Regions from separate parts of the Rattus norvegicus genome. Here region 1 is linked to region 2. Evidence: chromatin contacts called from public Hi-C data. All regions are on one chromosome and are shown on one strand. The core of a region is the stretch at or near the end of the contact, and the rest is flanking DNA. Distances in the headings are between cores, read along the strand shown. Region 1 overlaps Sdk2 (sidekick cell adhesion molecule 2). Region 2 holds the start of Cdc42ep4 (CDC42 effector protein 4).

The links. Hi-C and Micro-C count contacts between places; a contact is called where the count stands out from the background.
Region 1: a contact with region 2 is called in a Hi-C map of prefrontal cortex, with 4 times the contacts expected there. The contact joins the enhancer-like site here to the promoter of Cdc42ep4 in region 2. A contact is called at or near these places in 10 of 12 Hi-C or Micro-C datasets (the Rat2 cell line, Schwann cells, frontal cortex and 6 more) and 1 of 1 datasets of contacts at active chromatin or transcription factors (oligodendrocytes).

The regions. Positions count from the first base shown.
Region 1 is chr10:99,348,097-99,355,172 of GRCr8, forward strand. It overlaps Sdk2 (sidekick cell adhesion molecule 2), which reads right to left. Exons shown (of 44, transcript NM_001413325.1): 37 at 5,203-5,340; 38 at 2,202-2,363. It overlaps LOC102547853 (a long non-coding RNA gene), which reads left to right. Exons shown (of 4, transcript XR_005490530.2): 1 at 1-2,090. Among named protein-coding and RNA genes, the nearest start is that of Cdc42ep4, 55 kb to the left of the region's middle. Within about 2 kb of position 5,350, at least 43 of the 93 cell types and tissues checked have an H3K27ac peak or open chromatin away from gene starts, as enhancers often do. A contact at or near this core is called in prefrontal cortex, where this site is marked.
Region 2 is chr10:99,292,922-99,299,776 of GRCr8, forward strand. It overlaps Cdc42ep4 (CDC42 effector protein 4), which reads right to left and starts at 3,421. Exons shown (of 2, transcript NM_001107063.3): 1 at 3,327-3,421.

The DNA of each region.
Region 1 (7,076 bases), core at 4,100-6,599, 57 kb after region 2:
AGAGGGAGGGTAGAATAGCAGACGGGAGGAAGCTTGTGTTGGCAGAGGACTGGGCCAGGTATCTGTCTGTGCAGCATCCCAAACACCTCCTGGAGACTCCTGCCATGTGTGGTCCCAACCAAGGTTGTCTCCCAGTAGACACGATATTAACCATCCCCGGAGCCTAGCACACGGTAGATGCTTCCTGTCTGCTCGTGGTACCAGGGGTTGAGGCAGCAGGGCCTGCATGTGTGCAGGCTGATTGATGGCCTCCGGCTGCCAGATAGGAAGAGAACACAACTCCGGACATCTCACCAAAGCCCTCTGGGACCCGGGGAGCTGTTCAACTCAGGCAGGAGGCTGGAGACTTTCCGCACAGCTGGATACCTCATTGCCAGGCCCCAATATCCATTCCTGATGTCAGTTTTGGAGAGACTCAGTTTCCCTGTCTTTCCCTTCTCTAAGGAGGATCCTGCCTGCAGCCCATGAAGGGGAGACAGGAGCTGACAGTGCGGTGCAGCGTGGACTCCCTGCTTTTCACTCTGTATAGAGCACTGCTCAGGGCAGAGAAAAAGGCTGCCACTGGCTTTTCTGGTGAGCCGAGGACAGCTGGGCTGGTGCTGTCCCTTATAGATCCCTCCTGGTTAGATTGGTTTTCTTTCTTGGTACCCTCCACCCCTCCTCCATTTCTTGACCAACATCTTCCCTATCTCATGCCACAAACTCCAAGCTGGGACTCTTTAAACCCTAAGTTGGAACTGGCTGTGCTTGGGTGGCCTGCCATTCGCCGTCTCCTAGTTTTTAAATCCCAGGAAGTCTCAGAAGAAAAGCAGAGCTGGGACAGCAGCCTTTCATGGCCCTGCACATCACGTCCTTACTGAACGAGACACAGGGGTGACAATCCCACAAGCAGGTTGAAGGCAAGAGGACCTGGGCTCTCCAGCTCTTTCCTTCTTCTAAGCCCATACTCTGGAGAAAGTTCACTGTCTGCTGATGGCCCTGGGACACAGAGGGGAAGGAGGTGACCTTCGGGAGGAAGTTGGGCTGGGCCTGGCTGGATTCTTCCTCAAGAGAGGGTACGGGCAGCAGGGTTGCTTAGGAATTGGTTTTTACGTTCAGCATGGGAAAACCTGATCCCATGTCAGGGCCAGTGGAGACTAAACCCTGATCAACCCACCAGGGTGCTGGGTGGAGAGTGGGAAGTGACAGAGACCAGGGGCAGTGACAGAGAGGATTAGGGTGGGACCCCAAGGGTGGAATACTGACTGGCCTTCTAGATGTAAAAGCAGCTGGGAAAGCTAGTGACACACATCTCTGGGAGGCAAAGAGGCACAGGCAGGTGGATCTCTGAGGGTTCAAGGTCAGCTTGGTCTACAGAGTAAGTTCTAGGGCAGCTGGGCGACACAGGGAAACCCTGTCTTGAAAATGGGAAAGGAGGTGTTGGGTGCTGGGGAAGCCTGGCTTCCAGAAGGCTGCCCGTGCATCAGAGAGTTAACTGGAGGTGGTAGTGTCATTGTGAGAGGGAGATGACTGCATCTCAGGGACACCAGAAGCTCTGTGTCCACCCAGGGAGTGTACAACTGGACAAGAGCTGGGGGTGATTCTTCTGCACCCTGCTCTGAGAGCCGCAGCTGGGTGGGGGAAGGGGTAGGTACAGGGAAGTGGTTCTGGCCAGGATGGAGGTTTGGACATGTGCCAGGCTGCTTCCTTCCTGGACGGAGGTGACAGGCTGAGGTGACCAAGGCTGAGGGTGAGAGAAGAAGGAAAGAAGGAGCTATGGAAACCTCCATGGCTGTAGTGGCTTTCCCTTGTAAAACCAGCACTTGAGTGGCTGACCCTGAGGACCGTACATAGCAGGTCAACCTGGGCTCTGTATTGAGACAGACCCTGTGACAGCCTGGGAAGTGTGTATGGGCCTGTGGGGTGAGAGGGTCTGGGTCAGTCCAGGCTCAGGCTGGAATAGCCCAGGGACTTGGATGTTAATAACCAAGCCCAGGATGAGGACAAGAGCGGAGCCTGGAGGAGGGACAGTGGAGGGAGGAGGAGTCAAGAAGAAGGAGAATGGAGCATGGAGGAGGAGAGAGAGGAGCCTTGGGGCAGGAGATGGAGGGGTAAGTAAGCTTCCAACTGTCCTCAGAGCTAGCTCTAGACCTCCTGGGTCTCTCTCACTTGGACCCCGGGGATGTGGTGCGAAGGACAGTGTGACGTCCCCTCTCTCCTACCTTCTCCAGGGCCCGTAGTGATGTTAGCTTCAATCTCAGGCCCGTAGGTGAAGGTCTTGGCTTTGATTCGGAAACGATAGGTCATGCCCTCGGCCAGATCCTTCACTTTTAGCCACAGTGGACTGTTCCCCTTCACGTCCACTGTCACAATCTTGCTGACCCCTGTGGGGAAGGAGCGTGAGTAGGGGCTGCAGTAGCTGGTGGGAACAGGGCCACCAAGGCCACTGGCAGCTACTGGGAGGTGGTGCTGTGGCCTCCGTCTCTTGAAATCAGCTGAGCTGTCTGTCATGGGAGCCCACAGGCTGCCAACATTGTGTCAGGAACACGGCTCTGAAAGAGGGCTCAGGAGAAAAGACTCGTGGAGCTGGAATGGCACCTGCTGACTACTCTAACCCCCATCCCAGCCCAGTTCCACCCCAGTCCTATCTTCATGCTCTTCTTGGCCAATGAGAGCCCAGCTCCAGGGGCCCCATCATCTGTAACCATGGGGCTTTTAGGGTTGAAGTTTTAGCACCTCGGGTCATGGCAGTCAGGGGTGGGATGGGGGCTTCCACAGGTGGTTCTGTGTGCTCTGCACTTTCCCAAGCCCAGAGTCATCTCCCTGGGAGTCAGGACCAGGCTTTGCTCTCTTATAGAAGGTGTCTACTGGTCACCACAGAACCTGCCGAAGTCCTGAAGTTTGTTCTATAGTGTGTGTGTGTGTGTGTGTGTGTGTGTGTGTGTGTGTGAATTCCCTCGAAACTAGAGAAAGTGCATATCTGTGTGTGCGTATATAATGCATATATATGTACATATAGATGTACATATACATATATATATGGTTTTGGTTCATTCTTCCAACAAGCCAGAGGGTCAGGAGCATCCAAACACATAGTAAGTACTTCATTTACTTTTTTAATTAATTAATTAATTTATTTATTTCCCTTTTTGGTTTTTGAGACAGGGTTTCTCCGTGACCCTGGCTGTTCTGGAACTTGCTCTGTAGACCAAACTGGCCTCAAACTCAGAGCTCTACCTGCCTCTGGTTGCCAAGGTACTAAGATTAAAGGCGTGCACCACCTCTGCCTGCTACTCCCCCCTCCCTTTTTTGCTTAGATGCTAATAATCCGGCATCGGGCCCAGGAGGGAGAAGAGTGGAGCAGTGGATATTTTGCTTACCATGCATGTCTGGGTACCACTTGCATGCCTGGTGCCCAGGGAGGCCAAAGAGGGTATTGGATTCTCTAAAACTGGAGTTATACACCTCTGTGGGCTGCCATGTGGGTGCTTGGGAACTGGCCCTCTGGGGCGGCAGCCAGGACCCTAAACGCCTGAGCCGCATCTCTAGGCCATATTTATTTTTGAGACAGGGTCTCTAGTGATGCAAACTGGCCTCAAACTTACTGTATAGCTGAGGACTCTCTGATGTCCCATCTCCCTGCCGCCATCTCCTGAGTGCTGGAATTATGGGCCTGAGCCACCATGGCCAGCATATGTGGTGCTGAGGATGGGACCCCGGACTGTGTGCGTGCCAGGGAACCACTGTACCAGTGGAGCCTCGCCTCTAACCCCTTTCACTTACTGAGTGAGTTCTCTTTGATACTGCTGAGCAAACCCCTTCCTGGCCTGCACCTTGGCTTTCTCTATAAGAAAAGAGGGGACTGCTGGCCTGCTGCAGTGACCCATTCTAAATGGAGACCCTTACTCAGGAACCTATAAGGACACACAGTCTAGACTCTGATGGAATAAGATCATGAGAGGCCAAGGACGACATTTCTCCAAGTGGGAGGTCTCTGGGTAGGTCAGGTAGAAACCGCTGGGACAAGAGCCTGTCTAGGTCCCCTGCAGCTTGTCTTCTTGACCTCTGACCTAGCCCCATTCCTGCCTGCGTCTCTTTCCAGGACCTGCCTCCCCTTTGGTTTTGACACAGCCCTGCTCTGCAGGATGGGCTGCTGGCACCCTGGTGGTGGCAAACAAGACTGAGGACCACTGTTCTCCCGCACTGACCCAGAACTGGAGCTGCCTAATGTTCCCAGGCTCTCCCCTTGTTTTTACCAGGCTCCAGTGCTAGGAGTCTCTCTCTCTCTCTCTCTCTCTCTCTCTCTCTCTCTCTCTCTCTCTCTCTCTCTGGTGTGTCCACAGAAATGGTGGTCACTTCCTGCCACCGGGTGTCACTTCTAGGGCAGTCTTATCCCTATGCCTTGTTGTAAGCAGCCCCAGCCACTGAGAAGCCCAGCCTATTTCTTGCCTGTGAGTTCTCTTCAGGTAGCTGTGGAGATAAAACTGTGGTAACTTCTGGGGACGAATGCTCACCCCTGGCTTGTTCCTATCAGCTGTCACTGGGCTGTACTGGGTGAGAAAGCTGGCAGGTACCTGTTGCCAACAGGCAAGGTTGCCAGTTCAAGCCCTTCTGAGAACCCCAGGGAGGATCAGGGTCTGGGTGGAGAGCCCGGGAAGGGCAGGGGTGGAGAGGGAGAAAAGAGTCTGAAGATGTGCAGATGATGACCTGGGCTAGGACAGTCATTTGCAGAGCAGGAGTGTGGTAGATGCATCTCCCTGATCCAGGCTTTGACTAGATTTCTAAAAAGGGTCCCGACCCTCCAAAGGGGGTGTGCTGAGAACCCTGAGGTTTGACCGTGGCCCAGGATAACAGGAGAACACCAGGGGATTCTTTTCTTTGGGGTCCTGTCCATTCCTGGGCAACTGTGTTTTGCTTGGATTCTCTCTCTCTTCCTGACTCAGTTTATGGAACGGGATGTCTATACTACAGGACCCCCCCAGCCCCGCCCCCTTCCTGCACAGGAGATGGCAGCCCTATGACGCTGTTTCCACTCTGCCCTCAGATGCTTTTCTATCAGAAACACCCCTCCCCTGGGTCAAGCCTCAGTCTCCCCATTCATAAGACGGGAAGACCCTCACCAATTCTAACTGCTGAGTAGTGGTCATGGGGTGGGCTCGGGGTGCAAACCAGCCCTCGAAAGGGGAGAGTTCAGGAGAGTGAATGTGGGAGATCAACACTTACCATCCACTGGGGTGCAGGGTTCATACACCAGCCTGTAGCCCTCCAGAGGACCGTTGGGGAACTGTGGGGCGTCCCAGGACACATTCACTGAGGTAGTGGTCAGCTCGCTGAACTTGACTGAGCCTGGGGCACTGGGGGCTGTGGAGAGACAGCAAAGGGCTTTTTGTTTTTCTCTTTCTGTGGAAGCGCAGAGTCTCAGGTCGGGCTCCAAGCAACTAGCAGGAGCTCTTGGGTCCATGCCCGGGGAAGAAGAGAAAGCGAGGCTAGGCAAAAGATGAAGGCAGAAAGGGTCAGCTAAGGCCCCCGAACTTTCTCCTCCTCCATTGCCGTCACTAGCACTCAGCTGTCTAATAGCAAAGGCTCTGGCACTGAGAAAAAGACCTTAAAGATGGTGAATCTGGACTTTCTCCTAGGTGGCTCTGAGCCCTGGCTAGGAGCATGGGACCAGGCACTGCATTACAATGGATGACCCTTGAGGGTTCACTGTGGGGCGAGGTCATTTCTTGACACCATGGGGTGTGTTTTTCAGCACCCCACTAGAGTGGGTCGTATGCCTTGGCCTCATATACAGAGTGGGCGCTAAAGGAGACATCAGAACTCCGGAGACATGGCCTTCCTTTCATTCCTGGGTTGCAAGGGCTTGCCTAGAGACATCACGCTGTCAGCAGGAGCCAGACCAAGGACAGCCAGATCCTCTGGAAGAGAGATGTTTTCTTGTTCTGAGACCCCTGGGGTAACTCTGAAAACATAAGGTTGGAAGATTCCGGTGTGTGTGGTGGGGGTGGGGGGGCTGGGAAATGGGAGGGCAAAGAGGCAAGACAGGAAGCACCCCCACCCCCCAGCATCCCAATCTGGTTGGGTGGATGGCTAGGCTATTATTGTCCAGTGCTGCCTCCCACCAGGCCAGAACTAATCTTGACAGCTTCCGGCTCCATCTCCCCGGCTGTCTTTGAAGGAGGGAGGTGAACTCAGGGCCCTTTCCTGCCCTCCCCCTCAACACACTAGGGGGTTAGAAGGACGTGGGACAGGACATTCTGTCCCACTGCTACAGAGCCGGAAGCTTCTAGGCTCCTGGGGTGGGCTCATATCTGACCAGTGACACTGATGAAGTGTCTTCCAGATGGGCAGGCAGGCAGATGGATGGCTAGCACACCCAAGCTCAGTCAGCCTCTGGCTGACCTGGGGTTGGAGATGGGGGTGGGGAGAGTCAGTGGAGGGAAAGGCTCCCCTGGAGCGGAATATTGTCCCAGAGAGGATCCCAGTTATGAATTGTCTCTGGTAGTTTGCTTTCTACGGCTCCTAAGACTAGTGGGGGTGGCAGTCGGAAAGGTATTAGGCTGGAGAAGCTGCTTTCTGGAGGCAGGGCAGAAGGCTGCACTGTTGCCTTCTGTATCCACAGGCAATTTATTCTAACAAAATCTGAGGATGCTTGCTTGCTTCATATAGAATGCCATTTTGGCATAAGCTACAGGCATCCTTCTATGTACCCCTCCCCCTTATCTGTGGTGGTGGCATTTGAACTCAGGACATCTCAGGCTAGGCAACTATGGTACCACTGAGATATCGTCTAGCCCTTCCCACATGCCTTAACTCCTTTCTAGGTTACTTAAGATTCCTGATACAATGCAAACAGTATTGTATCTATTTACAAAATAGTTATTATTCGGGGCTGTCTGAACATGTCCAGTATAGATACATTTTCATTTGCTTGTTTGTTTTTTTGAGACATTCTCCCTTCGCTCAGGGCAGTCTTGAACTTGCTGTGTAGCTAAAGGTGATTCTTTTTTTTAATTTATGTGCCTGTGTGTCTGTGTGTATGTCACATGTGTGTACATGCCCGTGGAGGTCAGACAAAAGGGTTCGGGTGCCCTGGA
Region 2 (6,855 bases), core at 2,171-4,670:
TACCCTCAAACTGTTCCCACCTCAGACCAAAAAGGGAGCACCTACTTCAGCTTGAAAAGGTCAGGTAGAGACCACCAGTCGCTAGAGGAGCTCCACGTGCCAGCAGTGCTCCCCATACCCCACCCCAAGCAGGAGTGGCGTGCTAGCAGCGTGTGGGGCACAGGGAAGGGCTCTAGTGCTCCTCAGCTGAAAGGAAGCCTGAGGCTCCAGGAGCCCACTTTAAGCTGGGGCTTCACCAGTATCAGGAGTAGGAATGTGGGTCACTAATGGCTGAACTTTCCCCACTAGGCAGGGCTACTTTTAGTCACACTCTCCTGTCCCTCCCTCAGTGACTGTCCCAGGCCCTGCTCAAGGATAGCTGAGTGTCCCAGAGGCACTTCAGAAGTATTAGCTGGAGTCAGCTGTCAAGGGACTTCTGCTAAACTATCACTTGAGGTGTGCCCTGGCTCTAGGACCTGGTCCTTTCCTCCAAGGCTGGGGAGAAGCTTCCAGTCCTTAGGTCAGAAGACCTAACCATAGCTCAGGTCCATGCTCAACTGCCAGGGTGAGATTGCTCAACCGCTCTCTCCACTCCCCAGCCTTATCGCTGGCATCAACCCAACTCCTCTGTTCTTCTGAGGGACAAATTCTCCCTCCCCCGTCAGGAGCAAGCGCCTAAGTGTCTGTGGGGCTGAGGCTGTGGGATGGTTGTCCTAAACAGAACAGCTGGAGCGGCTACTCCGAGGCTATCCAGGATGCTGGCTTGCAGACCCTCCTCCTCTGCCAATTCCATCCAAACTTCAAGGGAAGGGGGAGGCAGGGATAAAGGGAAAGAGGAAGAGAAGGAGACACCAACATCAAACACCATGCCTGCCACAGCTGGGCACAGCTTGTCCCGGCCATAGAAATCATTTTGGGGGGCCGGAGGGAGTGTTCCTGAACCACAAGCAACCCAGGCTCTCCTGGAAAAGGCTCTGAAAAGAGGGTGTAGGATCCCTCAGGTCAGTAAGAGACCACCCCTGGGACCACTGCTTTATGGAGGAAAACCCTCCCTTTGCTTGAGACTTCCTGCTGGGAAGCTTGGATTGTCAGTTTCAAAAAGGCGGTTGGGCGCGCTATCGTTGGCGAGAGCGGGCACGTGTGAGCCACAAACTGAAGGGGGAGAGGAGGGTTCAGAAAAGGAGGGAGACTGAACCCCAGAATATGGAAGCAATGTTCAAAGGAACAGCATGAGCGTACAGACAGAGCATGGGCAGTCCAACCTCAAGTAAGCAAGAGCTCCCCTGTGAACCCTGAGCAGTTACCACAGGGGCCCAGACAACCCCAAATTGAGATTGTTTGGGAGCAGGCTCGCTTTAGCATCTAGCTCCTAGAAGCCTGTGCTAAGATCGATCACCGGGAGCCCTGAGAAGTTCCCCTCCTGTATCTCCCAAGGTTCCACACAGTGGGAAATAGTTGAGGGGCAAAGTCCCTGCTCGCAGAGGAGATAAACCGTATTAATCAGTAGTCACATACAAGCAGCTGATCAGAGCTGGTAGCACATGGTCCTCCCACACTCCGCACCGTAGCAGCTCCCCAGCATGGATAGGAGCTTCCAGGACTCAAGTGGATGCCCCATTATTGCCAACGGCCCTCGGGTTGCCCAGAGGCCTGGCTCTGCTCCAGCACAGCCCCCCCGCAACCCCCACCCGCAAGTTCTGGGAGAAACCCGTAGCTGAGTTTCCCCACGCTGTGGGCCCTGTTCTTTGTTCTTTAAAATTCACTCCATCCCCAGTGGTGGTCCCCTCCTCCAGCCTGGCCTCAGAAAGGGGCGGGAGAGCTGCAGCAGGCGTTGCGGGAAACCCAGACGGGGCAAAGAAGTTGCAAGGGAGAGGCCCCCTGCCAGGGGCCTCTCATTGTTTATGCTCCCCAGATCTTTGGTCCAGATGGTTGCTGGGGGTAAGGATGAAAAGTACCCCAACCGCTCCAGCGAGAATAGACAAGAGGTTTCAAAGTAAAGACACGCACAAGGGCTCTTTCCTCATTCAACTGCTCAACTACCTAGGCAAAAAAAAAAATGGGAGCTGTCGGCCCAGGGAGGGACCTGGGAGCCGGTCAGATTGCAAGAGGTGAGACTGTTGGAGGGGGGAGAAGTTCCCAGCCAAGAAGAAAAGAGAAAGCATTGTATTTCCTTTTCATTCTCCCTGGAAGAAAAAGAAAACTTCCGAAGCCCAGGCAGCAGTATTTCATTGGGCAAACACAAGGAACCTGGTTTGAGTTAACAGAGAGGGAGCGCCCCTCCCCCCTCAGGCACACACGCAAGTCCTACGGTCTTCTCCCAGGAAGCTCAACCGCCATCCACCCCGACGGTCTGGGACACTCACCCACAGCAACCAGGAGACCCCAACGGGCAGAGGCAGCTCCAACAGGCGACGCCACAGACACAGAAGGGCAGATCTGTTCCTCCGGCTGGGGGCGCTCCAGGAATGGGGAGGAGCCAGAGACCAGGATCTCAGCTTCAACGTCCCAAGCGAGCGGTTAAATCATTAACCAACCGCTACCTACTCGCCCCTGAACAAGCCTCGAGCACCACGCTCCGGGCGTACCGGGCGCGGGCGCAGGTCGCCCAGCGTAAAGCCTCGTACCAGGTTTCAAAGGGACAGCCAGCTCGGCCCAGCCCCACCCCGGCCGACAAGAGCCTGCGCCTCTTGCGGCCTTGGCCTCCAAGTCTTCCGAGGGAGGCGGGCGGGGCGGGAGAGGGAAGGGCTCGGGCGGGCGGGGAGTATTTGCTCGTTAGGCGATTGCCTTCCAGCCGGCTCCTGCCCTCCTTTCTCCCGGGCCGGGCGACACCGGGTGGCGCGCGCCTACTGCAGTGTGTGTACGAGCGGGAGAGCACGCGTACACCCCTTTGCCACTACAGACGAACTCAGCTGTTGTTCACGGAGAAGTCTGTGCGCACACGCCCCCCTCGGGGCGACCGCCGAGACGATTGTGTGCCTGCCCACGGCAACACACCCCATTCCTGCGCGAGGGGGTGGACCTTTAAAACCTGCCCACTCACCCCACCCCGAGCAGCTCTCGTGGCCAGATCCGGGAGTCCTGGCGACGCTGAGCCCTGTTGTTACCCCCTGAGCCCTGTTGTTACCCCCTCCTCCGCAAACGATTTTCTGGGACACGGTATGTGGCTCTGGGTCTGGTCCCAGTCTACCTACGCTGGGTCCAGAGAGGTGTATGTGTGTGTGCGCCCTGCTCTAGGGTCCTCGTCCTCCCGATCCCCGGTTATTCTACCTTCTCCACGTCACCAGGGGTCTCGAGCCTACCCAGGCTTCACGCGGCCGCAGGGCCACAAACGGATGCTCATCGCCTACCTCGGCCCCCAGCTCCCCGAGCACGGACCAGGTGCGGCTGTGTGCTCCCCTCAGTGTGCTTGGCGCCTCGGCAAGGCTGGCGACCCATGGCAGCGCCGGCGTTTGTTTCCTCTGGCTCCCGGGGCTCCGAGTGTGCTAGAAGCTGGGACACTCCCCTCCCAGGCTCCTCCCAGCCCTCCCTCCCACACCCCTCCGCGCTGATGTCACTTCGCCGCCGCAGCCAATGGCTGTCACGGAACTCAGTCCGGCTGCTCGGCCTCCCAGGTTCAAATCTAAAAGCCCCTACAAGCTCTTGTGAAGGTGGACAGAGCAGGTCTCGTTTCTAGGAGTTGCGCCCCCACGGCCCCCAGTGCTCTACCGCGGAACCCGACCCAGGGTCCCTAGAAACAGGAGCGCATCTCCTCCCCAGGGCCCAAGGGGAAGCTCTCTCTAGGCTCTTCAGTTTTGAACAATGGTAAGAAAACAACTTCCTCCAGGATCAGTTACTCACTTCTGGACCAGGGACTCTGGGGGCACGAGCAGGAGCTTGGGCTCCGTGGATTCCGTTCTCGTCTGGAGCGCGGGAGAAGCAGGTCCTCCGGAGTCCATACCCGGACTGGACAGTGGAGAGGCTTTTCAGCAAGGTGACCTGGCTTTGATCGCTCTGTCTGGTGACCACGGGCTCTTCAGCACCGCCCCAGGAGACCTCCTGGAATTAACTCCCGTGTTCTTAGGCCGGATACTTGCAACTATTGCGGAGCTCTCTTTGTGGAGGAAGCCCCAGCTATGAATGACCATTAAAAGAAATAAAAGCCGGCGGTGAAATAGTCAAGAGGAAACGGAGCCAGGCCGAAGTGAAAGTTCCCTAAGTACTTAAAGGAAGCGGGCGTGGAGTTGGTGGCGTGGAGTTGGTGTAGGCCGCGGCCCCAGCCTCCTTTCCTCAGCGTTGCCTCGCGGTCTCTCAGCTCCTTCACTGTCCTCTGGAAAACCTGTCTCTCAGGATCTCACCTCCCCGCAACCCCGGTCTATCCACAAAGACAACTGTCCATGCTTTGTGAAAATCAAATCTAAAAGTTTAGTGCCTAGTCTAGGGGTCTAGCTCTCGCTGCAGAGCACGAGGCTAGCTCACACTGCGTTCAAGTCCAGCACTACCAACAACCAAAAGAGATGTCAAATTAGTGAAACTAAAAAACGGGGTCCACAGCAACTTGGGACGGAGATATCCCTGGGGTTCTGACCCTGATTGGGTTACCACAGGGAACCTATACCACCTCCCCTTAGTCTGACCGGCCTTGTGTGGGTCCCTGACCCAACTTCACCTGGAGGTTGTCAAGAGGAAGGAGAAACCTGGTTCAGAATAGAGAGCAGTGTTAGAGTCAGGGCTGTGGGTCAGAGGTGGCTATAACAGGGTGCTAGGACAAACCAGTTGGAGAGACTTGGGTTGCTTCCGGCTTAAACCTTCAACTCTACCCCTCTCTGGCCCACAAGCCTTCACATCTCTAAAATGGGTACAGCACCTGTTGTCATTCCTTCTAGGCTCCGCAGTTACAACAGCCAGATGTGCCTCACTCACTATAAAAGTAGTCGTCACTTCTCGTTCTTCCTCCCTCCCTTCCCTCTCTCTCCCTTCTCTCTCTCTCTGTCCCTTCTCTCCCCATTCCCCTCCCCTTCTTTCCCCACGTGTTCATGGCTGGCCTCTACTCCTTTACTTTCTCCCTCTCCCTCTCTGCCTTTCTCTGTCTCTACTCCCTCAACCTTGTTTCCTCACGCCCTAAATAAACTCTACACTAGACTGTGGCTAGTACCCTAGAGGGAAGGATGCCCCATAATGGGCCCGCAGAGGCATCCCTACCCCGCCCTCCACATACCGCACCTCGGATTTATAACACAGAACAGCACCCTACCCCCTTGCCTCCCTTATTGGTTCAAATGTTAACATTCCCCAGATTAACTCTGGTAGATGCAGGCTCTTGATGGCCTTCCCCATGGTACCACAGTACCCCAGCGGTTCCCTGTTGGCGCCTCCCTGGGGTCCTAGAGTCCCAGGAGATTTTCATCTGTTAGCTTTAATTTGATTCATAAGTGCTTTTCTGATTTTTTTCAGTCTTCTCCCTCATTTCATGTCCAGTAAAGCATTTGGGAATGCCAGCCCACCTTAAGAGCCAGCTGTCCACCCCGGTTAGAGAAAAGGGTACGGCAGGGTAGTCTAGGAAGAGGGACCCCTCAGGCTCCACCTTCTCAGGTCGCTATTGCAGGATTTTCCTTGATCCTAAGTTTGCCTTCCTTGTTTTGGCCTCTCTTTTTATTAAAATTCAAACTCCTTCCACAAACATTTGAAGTTAGTGGAGAAGTCCCTGTCCCCCACCCACTTAGAAGACAAAGTCACCTGGGTCCCAGCCCTCAGATTGCCTGGTGGAAGCTGATTCCGCTCTGTGGGGGATCTAGACCATCTCCTTTTAGAACATAGCAGAGGGAGGAAGACCAAAAGAAAATGCTAATTTCTCCCTTCGTTTACAACCCAGTCCCGGCGATCTTTCTCCTAAAACTCCACTGGTTTAAATTTCACCCCAACTTTTTGTTTTTGTTTTGGGAGGTTTTGTTTTTATTTGTTTTAGGCTGGTGCCGTCTGTGGCCAGGCAGGGGGAAATCAACTAACTTTGGGAACTCTAATGCCTAGCTGGAAACTAGCAAGTGCTAAGCCCCAGAGTTTGGGGAGGGACTTAAGGTCTTAACTGAACCTTTAAGGTGTGACCTGATCTCTAATCCTTTAGGCCTGGGCCTATGTCCCAGCCTGTCTTCGGAGTCTGCGCATGCGTGATTCCTGCAGCTGTGTGGGCCTGTACCTCCGAAGCCCGCCCCCGAGCCCGGGGCATACCTCTAGTTGTTATCAGCGAGACGTTATTTCACCTCTGTTGCCGCAGCCTGAAATGGGTTGGCTAATCCCATTCCTTACAGAGAAGTTGGAAACCACACTCAGTCTTCTCTGGTGTTTACCATGCAGTTTGGTCCCTTCTTTGCAGTGCTGTGGATTGAAACCAGATCTGGTGCCCGCTAGGTAAGCACTCTGCCGTGGAGCCACACAACCCTAAATCTCGCTTCCATTTTGGATTCAGCTCGCCTTCAGAGCCCCTTCCCGTGAGAAGACTTATTTTCACATCTCTTCCACCACTGAAACAAAACAGACCCGAGATCCTGTGACAGCGTCCTCCTGAGACCCTGGTGTCTGGAAGTTTGAGGTTGGAGTGGCCTGGGTCACCCAGGTCAAGAACTGTCACTGTCCTCTGGGCTCTGGGCTTATTCACTTTCTGGCCTCAGGACAAAGACCTTTTCAACTCTGGAGTTCCCAGTTGTTGGCAACCACCTGGGGGCACCTCCAAGGTCTTAAGGGACCTCTGCAGAGTATCTAGGAAAATTCCCAGGACATCCAAGTAGTGCAGAGGGCTCAAGACGGGGTCTGCCCTGACCCCATTGTGGAGTTAAAGTACCTCATCTGGGAGCTCTTCGGCCCAGGCTCCAGGCCCATGACACATCTGGGGTCTAGGTGACCACG